Regions from separate parts of the Arachis hypogaea genome. Here region 2 is linked to region 1. The links are chromatin contacts, called in public Hi-C maps. All regions are on one chromosome and are shown on one strand. Each heading gives the region's core, a stretch centred on a gene start, on an enhancer-like site or on the middle of the called end of the contact. The rest is flanking DNA. Distances are from core to core; before and after follow the strand shown. Region 1 holds the start of LOC112782831. Region 2 holds the start of LOC112785030 (COP9 signalosome complex subunit 1).

What was found. Hi-C and Micro-C count contacts between places; a contact is called where the count stands out from the background.
Region 2: a contact with region 1 is called in a Hi-C map of leaf, with 2.7 times the contacts expected there. The contact joins the promoter of LOC112785030 here to the promoter of LOC112782831 in region 1. A contact is called at or near these places in 2 of 8 Hi-C or Micro-C datasets (both in leaf).

The regions. Positions count from the first base shown.
Region 1 is chr20:47,037,241-47,042,590 of arahy.Tifrunner.gnm2.J5K5, forward strand. LOC112782831 reads left to right here and starts at 3,130. Exons shown (of 8, transcript XM_072229281.1): 1 at 3,130-3,762; 2 at 3,925-4,050; 3 at 4,156-4,601; 4 at 4,725-4,911; 5 at 5,045-5,166; 6 at 5,331-5,350. The coding sequence starts at 5,051. It overlaps LOC140182818 (a long non-coding RNA gene), which reads right to left and starts at 33. Exons shown (of 2, transcript XR_011878962.1): 1 at 1-33.
Region 2 is chr20:47,540,702-47,545,740 of arahy.Tifrunner.gnm2.J5K5, forward strand. LOC112785030 (COP9 signalosome complex subunit 1) reads left to right here and starts at 3,352. Exons shown (of 6, transcript XM_072229997.1): 1 at 3,352-3,538; 2 at 3,628-4,370; 3 at 4,979-5,039. The coding sequence starts at 4,173.

The sequences.
Region 1 (5,350 bases), core at 1,880-4,379:
AAGAAGAGGAGTGGAAAGGATAAAGATGTTTGGCACGAATAGAGTCTAATTTCTTATTCTAATCTAACTGGAAAAAATCAGAAATAACTAAAAAATAATAAAAACAGAAATAATATGCAATATCCTCACTTAACGTCTCTAATGCGTTCTTAATGTCTGGATACTTTTGATAAACGGGGTTAAACTTTTATGAGTATAAAATTTATTTTTGATCTCTCATGAGTAGTTTGTCAGCATTCGTCCTATATATATATATTTTGTGATAATATGGGATTGGGGTTACTGTTTCTCAAAGATTTTTTTGTGATGACTGAATTTGTTTAGATATTGTAGTATAAACAGAAAATTTTCTAGATACCGTTATAATATGTGTATTATGTAGGAATTGTATAAAAATAAGCATTGCAAGGACCTAATTTAAAATGTTATAAATTAGAGTATTCGTTAGTATTAGAGGTTCTAAGAGTTGAATTGGGTCAGTACAAGGAGATTTAGAGTATTTTCTGGTCTTAGCTACTCGTTTAGTTGGGTTTAATAGTCAAATTTATTTTTAAAAAATTACTAATTTTTTAAATTGATTCCTAAAATATTAAATTAGTCATATTAATCTTTAAAATATAAAATATAAATTAAATTAGTCCTTTCATTAGTTAAATGACGACATATCATATTAAGTGTCACGTAATATGATGAGATAGCAAGTTAATGGCATGTGCGCCATGTGTTATCTGGCATGTCATAAATTTATTTTGACTTAAATTAGTATCTAAAAATACATTCATAAGTTATTTTCATTTTTAAAATTTTAATATTAATTCAAATTAATCCTTTGAATTTGTCTTTTTTATAATATTAAATTTTTTATATTTTAATTATTACAAATTTATTTTTTTTATTTATATTTTTAGATTTTACATTTTAAAATTCTAGTTTTTTTGTAGTGAAATTCTTTTATATAAATATCAAACTATTATTAATTATATTTTAAAAATTTTAATCTTTTGGATCTCACCTAAAAATTTAGTCCAAGCTATCATGAGTTATCTATTTTTATCTTTCTATATTTGTTTTAGTTCAAAATTCTTTTTAACAAATTAATTTAAAAAAAAATATGATAATTGAGAAAACATAGAGAAATGGCAATAACTAAGTAATAATAATATTACAAAAACTACATTAAGATATTAAGATTTAACAAGTGATCCCATAAATCGATTTTTTAATTATTGAGTTTTACCACATAAATTAAACAATAACAAAATTATAAATTTTAAAAACTTAAAAAATTTAAATTTTAAAATAACTACTATATTTATTTAGTAAAATTAAAAAAAAAATTAAGTATATAATTAATAATAGTTTGATAAAATCATTTAAATAAAAAAAATTCACTACAAAAAATATAATTTTAAAATATAAAATTTTAAAATACAAATAAAAAAATAACTTTGTAATAATTTAATTATTTTTATTATTTTATGTAAAAGATTTTTTTTTGTTTATTAAGATTTAAAAAAGATATTAAAATTAGTAGCATTAAAAATTATTAAAAATTTAATATTATGAAAATAAGAGAAATTTATATAAAAACTAATTTAATCAATTTTTAAAATTTTAGGAATAAAAATAATTTACATGTATATTTTTAGGGACTAATTTAATTCTAAATAAATTTATAATGTGCCAAATGACACATGGCATGCCATATGTTGCCAATTTGTTTGAAATACCAACCAATCATCTTTTGATACGTAATATTAATCTATTACATCATCATACCAAATAGCAGTTAATATAATACATCATCGTTTAACTTACGAAAAGACTAATTTAACTTGTAATTTAACTTTTAGGATTAATATAACTAATTTAATCTTTAAAAATTAATTTAAAAAATGAGTAATCTTTCATAAACGAATTTTAATTATTAACCTACTTAGTTAGTATAGTCTTTGTTATATTATCAATTCAGAATATATAAATTTGTACTATATATTATTGTATATACGAGATAACAACTTGTACTTATACTTTTAATTATGAAATACGACTCCTCATTTCACCTTATTTTTAGGAACATTCATAATTAGTGGCGAAACTTGAAACAAAATTTTGAGGGGACAAATAGAAAATAATTATCATTTTTGATATGAACCCATTTAAAATAAGCTCGTTTAATCTTATCTCTCTGGTTTGGGTGATATTGCCAAATTTAAAGCCCTTTTTCAAGATCTCGTTCCAAAAAGTTAAAGTTAAAGTCATCAGATGTAACTTTTTGAACTTTTGAAGGTTATATCTCACTTTCTTCGTGATTCATTAATGTAGAAAAACTATCTACAGGTGTTGATATTGTAAAAGTTATATGTTCTTCTTCTTAAATATTAGCCTTCCTCTTAAAAAATGTATCAATTCTTTGATTTTTCATTATTATTTTATATAAAAATTTAAATATATATCCTGTAAAATATGTAAAGAAGAAGTTAGAAGGACAAAGATCAAAACTTATTATATTTATTGAATTTTTTTTATTAATTTATACAAATACAATAATATTAATACTTATTGAATATTCTATTATTTTTTATCATATAAAAAATTAAATTAAATAAATAGTAAAATATAAAATAATATTAAATTAAATAAATAAAAAATATCTAATTTTTTATATTTGAACTTAAAGATAAAGAGAGTGTTGTTTATTGAACTTATTAGATACTTTAAGTCATAGTAAAGTATTTAAGTCAATTGAACTATTTTCTATCTTTTGAAAAAGTACTACTAAATTTTTTATAAAAAGTTTGGGAGGCCATGACCCCCTTGTCTAAACTAAGCTCCGCCACTGCTCATCATGAAAGATCTTAGTATCTTTTATGATATCAAGTTTCAATCACTACAATAAAAAACATCAATGATCACACTTTTATGAGAGTGGCGATTGATTAGAGATTTGACTATATTTTTTTTTGTTACGGTTCAAAAATGTGGTAAAAGAGGTCAATAACCACACTTTTATAAAAGTGGCAATTGATTAAAAATTTAGCCACTTTTTTTGTAAATATAGTCATAAAGAAAACAGGCACGCTTTTGAAGCATAGAGACATAATTTCATTATAATGACATTTTAAAATCGTGGCCATTTCTTATAATTCTTTTGGCACGCTTAAAAAGCATGGCCAAAAGTTTCCCAACAAAAAAAAAGCTTTCGTTCTTTCGTCAAAACGTGACACTCCTAATAACGTAATAACAAAGCCCCTAAAACCCTAAGTGATACTCACTCACGCAGCGCCTCCCTCAGTCCCTCCCTCACCCTTATTCTCAGAATCTCCGTTCTCCTCCATAGCGCCTCCCTCCCTCCATCCGTAGAGTCGTAGATCGTAGTGCGTCCCTCCTCCTCCTCCATCTGCGACGCTGTTCTTCTGCCCTGCCATCCTTCTCATGCAATCCACGGCGGTGGCGCGTTCCTCGTCGCCAAGTCGCGAGTCCCTACCGCGGCGCTCTTCTCCGTCAAAGAAGCAGCAGCAGTTCTATCACTATCAACAGGAATGGAAGAGTAAAGGACATCATTCTGAAGCGGAAGATCGGAAATGGGTCGTTCTCGGCGGTGTGGAGGGCGAGCACAGAGGCACCGACGAAGAGGTGGCAGTGAAACAGGTCTTCCTCTCCAAACTCATCCCCCGCCTTAAGTCATCGATCCACTGCGAGCTCAATTTCTTGTCCTCCGTCAACCACCCCAACATCGTTCGCCTCCTTGATTTCTTCCAGGTTCTTCTTTTTTAATTTTAGTCCCCTTTTATTTGAATTCCCTTTTTCTTATTTTTTAAATTAAAGTGAAATATGTCGAAAAAATCAATTTTTTGTTGCATAATTGAAGGATCATTTTATTATTGTTATTTAAACTTTCGCTATTTCTGATTTCTACTTTAGTATGAATGTATGATGGATGTGCGTACTTGGTGATGGAGTTCTGTGCTGGAGGGAACCTTGCTTCTTATATCCGATCCCATGGGAGAGTTCAACAATAAACTGCCCGAAGATTCATGCAGCAGCTTGGTAACTCTTTTTCCTGCATTCTTTATTGAAGTATTCTTTTGGTGTTGGAGCATGTTTTTAGCCTTGCAAGTTTGCAACTAAGGAGTTTGGTCCTGTGTTTTGTAGGTTCTGGTATGAAAATATTACAAAGTCATGGTATCATTCATAGAGACTTGAAACCAAAGGTAAAGCTAAAATGAAAAATGTATGTGACGTTGTTGCTACTTTGGTTTGAGATGCCTATTACTACATTAACATTTATGTGAAGTAAATACTTACTTCGGTTGGTGGATTGGGAGGGCCATTAGTAAATACTTACTTTAGGAAATGTTGTATTGAGAGACATTGGTGGATATATTCAAGAAAAGGTGTGTTATTAATTGTATGCAGTTAGAGCACCCCATCAATGAAAAAGAGATCAAGTAAGTCACTTTAATAATATCTTCTAAATTCTCCCTCTTTTAAATCCTTTTAGATACTAGTACGTATTTCTTTTCATGTAGCTCAACTCAAGAATAGCATATACTGAAGCTTACTCGAATCATAAGTTGTGCCCTCTTTCCAAGATTCAGGTATGTATCTATGTTTTTTCTTCTTTCTTTTTTTTTTTTTTTTGATAATTGAATAAGGCTCAACATTCAAAGTGAATGGAGCAAATTTTACTAGTTTATGAAACTATATCAATTATTGAGAAGGTAGGTGCCCAAAACTATGACGATCATTTTGGAATTTCGACCAGCCCAAATGGAAAGTTCCATGTGTTTTTATCTGCGAAAAGTGCTGTGGATTCAGGAGTGTACAATGCTACAAACTCACTACATAGAATTGATTGGCCAACCTGTGGAAAACTCACTACAAACTGCATCATGATAAGTGTATAAGGTATATATTTTTATCTGCTATGGTTTTATTATTTCTTTCTAATTGAAGCTCAACTTTATACGCACAATAGTGATGAACAATGATGCATTTCAACATTTTAATAATGAGACATCTCTTTTTATGTTCTTTTCAGGTTGATATGGTTGTTACTGATGGGAGCAGAATTTTGGGACTTGGAGATTGGAGTTCATGGAAATGGCAATCCATTGGGAAGCTTGATCTGTATGTTGCAGCTGCTGGGATAAATCCTAAAGGGTATATGTGCAACATTTACCATTTATTATTTCTTTCAAACTATTTAAATATTGATGAACTTAATAGCTCTAAGATGTCTGTGTTAAAATGTCCAAGTTTTTGTTTAAATGTTATGATGAGTAATACTTAAAAAGCATTTTTTGATCGAAGTTGCTTTTCATCAGAGAGTTCGCACCCTGGGATG
Region 2 (5,039 bases), core at 2,102-4,601, 500 kb after region 1:
ATTATCCAAAAAAAAAATGCTACAAAAAATATTAAATATTGTCGAATTTATTGGTAGAATAACAAAAATAATCAGCTGATAAACATATTACCATAAAAAATACGATGGTATAACTTTTGCTGGTAACTAATTACCGTCGGACGTCTCAATCTGACGGTAATTGTCGGCAAATTCTTCGACGGATTGTTTGATAAAAAAATATTTGGCTACCAGCGGAAATTGTTTGCCAGTAATTTTGGCACCACTATATTGTTTTGCACCATCTTATTGTCGGATTTTTCTCCTGGTAAATTCAATAATAAATTTAAGAGTAAAGTATTGTTTTTGTCCTCAACGTTTGGGGTAAATCCTATTTGTATCCTTAACGTTTAAATCGTCCTATTTGTATCCCTAACATTTGTAAAAGTGATTCAATGTTATCCTACCGTCAATTATATATCATGAGCGCTTTAGTTTGAGTTTTAAAAATCTCTTCTTGAAGTTAGAATACAAATATCTGGGATTGAATCGATGATCTACTCCAAAAAATAGCTCATCAAATGTTGAAACTAATTCTTACAACATTTACATAATTCACTTTTCTAGGGACATAATTGAATCTAAACACAAATAATGGGTATAATATTAAAATTGACCACATCCAAGTGAGACCTAATTTAGAATGAATACATCCAAGTGAGAATAATTGAAAAATATAATCTGATTTGTTAGTATAATTGATAGTATGATAACATTGAATCACTTTTATAAACGTTAAGGATACAAATAGGACGATTTAAACGTTAGGGACACAAATAGGACTTACCCCAAACGTTGGGGACAAAAACGATACTTTACTCTAAATTTAATTTTTTATTTTTTTAACAAAATTAGTAGTTAAATTCTAAATAATAGAAATCAAATAAGGATTTTATTAAATATCAAGTGTACATATAAAATAAAAAGTTAAATAAATAAGATACAATCAAATAGTCTAGAACAAAATCCTAATCACTACAGATCCTGATAGTCGTTGTCGTCGTCATTCTTCTGGCCCTGCTAAGGTGGTCTAGGCGATGATGTCAGTGCCCCTCTAGCAGCACCGCTATCACCAGCGTGCATTTGCTCGTGGTACACCGCTATCTGTTGCTGCATCCGCTGAATCCGCTCCATCTCCTGCCTAAGCTCCAACTTGAAGAAATCTGTGTCTGACGCGCATGCAAGAATCTTGTTAAACCTCATCTCAGACTGTTGTAGCTGCTGAGCCTGTTGGTGAAGGCTTTGGGTGAGATTCTGCACCTGCTCCCTCAAATCAATGCTATCCTTAGGATCGACAGGGCTGGTGGCAGAGGCAGAATAAGCCTTCAATCTGGAGGTGTAGAGGTTGTTGGTAAAGAACGATCTCAGTCCATAGACGCAATTTTTGTACGGCTCAAATGCACTCCGAGCCAAACCTTATCAGGATCAACAATTGAATCAGCGGAGTTGTTGTCGTCCTCTTTAGTATGCTGAGATTGCTGGGTTGTTGCCTCCAATCTTTGCTTGTAGGACTCTTGTGTAACACATGTTTTCATTAGGATGACAGTTAATTGAAAACTTTATATCACATGATGTTTACTCACATAAGGGTCCGCAGACTGCTGATAAGAAAATCTTTCCTTATTTTCATTCAAGGTGTGAGTATACTTGAAGGTCTCCCCTATCGTCACATCACAATCCAACGACTTATACTACACATATTGAAACAATATGTTAAATCAAGTAATAATGACATTATATGTCAAAGACAAAAACAACTTAACAATAAAAAATGAAACAATTTACATACCAGTCTAGCCTTTGTCTTCACGAAAGTCACAAACCCGTCGGTATACTTCAACGACCTGGACGATGCCCTGTTAGCTCTGTTTGTGAGACGACGATGCCAGAACCCCTCATCACTCTCCCAATGGATGTACGGTTCATTCTTAATGGCCAGACAGAGCCACTGAGTGAGGTGGTCGCGCTTCTTACGTACGTCCTGCATCATCTGCTGAAGCTGCCTAGCCATCTGATGGTCGAAAATCTTCCTGATCATGCCATTGTGAGTCTTCTCCCATATAAATTTCTCCTGCATAAAGAAATATTTAGCACTAGTTAATCGAAATTAAATAAATAATTAAATAAAATAGAAGATATAAACTAGCTAAAGTTTGAATATATTGAGTTTTTACCGCCCACTTCTGAAATCATTGCTCTCTGATCTCAGCAGAGATCTTCTTGTAGTTAGGCCATGGATTATCTCACATCAGCTTAATGACATTGGTACATTCATATGTACATGCATTGTTATTTACACAAACCTATCATTGAAAAACTTAAGATTAGCAAACACATATGTTGAACAAGAATATCAACATAAATTGCTTTTAAAAGACATTAAAATAGTACTCACGCCATTAAACCATCAGGCCAAATTGTCATCCGTACGATAGGCAATAGTGAAGGAGAATTTGGCTGGGATCCATGAGTGGGTTCCGACACTGCGGTGTCTGTACCTAGAGGTGGCGTCGACATCGAAGTAGTGGGTTGCTGAGTGGATGGAGGTGGTGGAGGAGTCTACTCTGATGAAGCAGCCGCATGACTTCGTGGTGACGGGGGTGGCGCAGTAGAAAGATCCATGTAGTTAGGGTTAGAGACCATGATGAACGGCTGATCCTGTGCACCCATTGCTTGTGATGTCCCAGGGGTAGTTGGAGTAGAGGGCGATGACTGAGAAGTCCCACGAGTACCAGTAGAAACCCTCCCTCTATTCCGATCACGAGGCTAATTCGTGACACTTCTTCCTGTCGTCATGTCTGCAGAGAGAGAGAGAGAGAGAGAGAGAGAGAGAGAGAGAGAGAGAGAGAGAGAGAGAGAGAGAGAGAGAGAGAGAGAGAGAGAGAGAGAGAGAGAGAGCACTACAAGAAAAAGTATATTTTTCGACGCTAAAAATCGACGGTTATCTCTCCCGTCGATATTTTTCGACGGCTTGCCGTCGATATTATTAAAAAAGATAATTAAAAATAAAATATTAAAATCGACAGTAAAGTCGTCGATTTTTTTGGTAATCCATTAACCATTCTCTTACTATCGACACATTGTCGACGGGGTGTGAGAGGAAAATATTTTTATTTTAAAATCGACGAACGTAGCGTCTATTTTATTATTTAAAATATCGACACATTTTGTCGTCGATAAATTTAAACGGTCTTGATCACTTTTTAAAATTAAATGGATGGTACAGATTTAATATATAAAATCGACGCCTAAGACGTCGTTTATTTTCAAATTAAAATCGACGGATAGGCTGTCGATTTTTATCAATAAATTAAGTTCCCCCACTCACTCTCCGCGTTTCCTTTATTTTTCCAAATTCACCATTTCAATTTTCACCAACCCTCATTTTACCCCTGAATACACCTCGCATACTTCAACCCTCCTTTTCCATCGCCGCCGCGCCGCCGTCGCTCTGCTGCTGCCGTCGCTCCGCTGCTGCTGTCGCTTCGTCTCTCCTCTGATGATGTCCACAAAGAATCAGGTTTTCCTTCTCTCTCTATATATATCAATTTCAAATCTTAAATTCACTTCAACTTTTTCTCTGTCTCGCGTTTTGGAATTTGTAAACAGAGGAGTTTCGGACATTGATTCCTAAAGGCTTTGAAGTAATTGGAGCGCTTGCTTACGGAGCCGGCGCCGACACTCAAGCGGCAGTTCATGCTGCTCGCAGACTAAGAAAGCTTCTATACGTTGAAGAGGAAGGGGATAATCGACTGGTGATCGGAGCAGTCGCCGCCGGTTCCGGCGAGCTGAAATTTTTCGTGTCGGAGAGTGGAAAATCGAATAGCCTCGAAGAGGTTGATTCAGTTGTTGAATAAGAACATTCGGAGAAATGTGTGGGAGAATGGTTGCTTGATTCGTTGTGAGCTTCCGATCAAATTGCCAGTATATTATCCTCTCAAGAATACGAGTAGTCAGTTTGCTTTGCATGTTCTGCTGGGGTTGTATTTTGAAATTCACTTCAATCAATTCATTATTTTTGCATTGCCATGTAATGAAGCAATCTAGGGATTGAAAATTGGGGTTTGTGAGCTAGTAGCGTTAATTGATAATACTTTGATGATGGAAGTTATAGAGCACAGGACTTATGTGACGAGAAGGTCGGTAATCCTTCGATGAATCTTAAGGCGCTGCAAATGGCGTACAACGAGATCAAGAAGGGAGAGAACACGCAGCTGATGAGGGAGGTGGCGCAGAAGATTAATGGGAGGTTAGGGCCCAGCTACGAGCTCGATTCGGCGTGGTGCGACGTGGTGGATCATAGGGCGGAGCAGAAGAAGGAGAAGCTCGATAACGAGCTCAATGCGTATAGGGTATGGATGGATTATTTCTCTTTGCAACATTTTGCTTTTGAAGATGTGATCGACTTTTTTTGCGGTAGAGGAATCATATATAATTTAAATTAGAGATTTGTTTGGGTTTTTTGAGTTGGTTATGAATTAGCTAATAGTTTTAGTTATATTTGTTAGTATATATAAGTTAACGTTTAGTGTTCATTGCTTATAATCTCAGGCACACTTTATCACATTCGTTAGGTAATCATAGTTTTGTTGCAATAAGTTTTCCCCTTGATTCTCAATCAATGAAATCATGTTGCCTTAAGAAAGACTCTGTATTTCACTTGGATTACTCATTTCTCCCACTGTCACCTTGGCCATGATTTTCTACGAATTACTTTTTTCTAAACTACGATTTTGATTAGAAGCCAAATTGGAATACTATCCCATTGACCTTTTGAATTATAAACTGATTTGAATACTTTATGTTAATTGACCACATTAGTTTGCTTTTCTTATATGATAAGTTAGCTTTTCTATTTTTGTTTCTAAGATGTAGTTGATTAGTTCAAGTAATTCGGCTGTTGTTGTTATTGGCCTGCTTTTTCCTATTTGTTCCTTTAACTTGTCTTTCTTTTTTGCAGACAAACTTGATCAAAGAAAGCATAAGAATGGGATACAATGATTTTGGAGACTTCTACTATG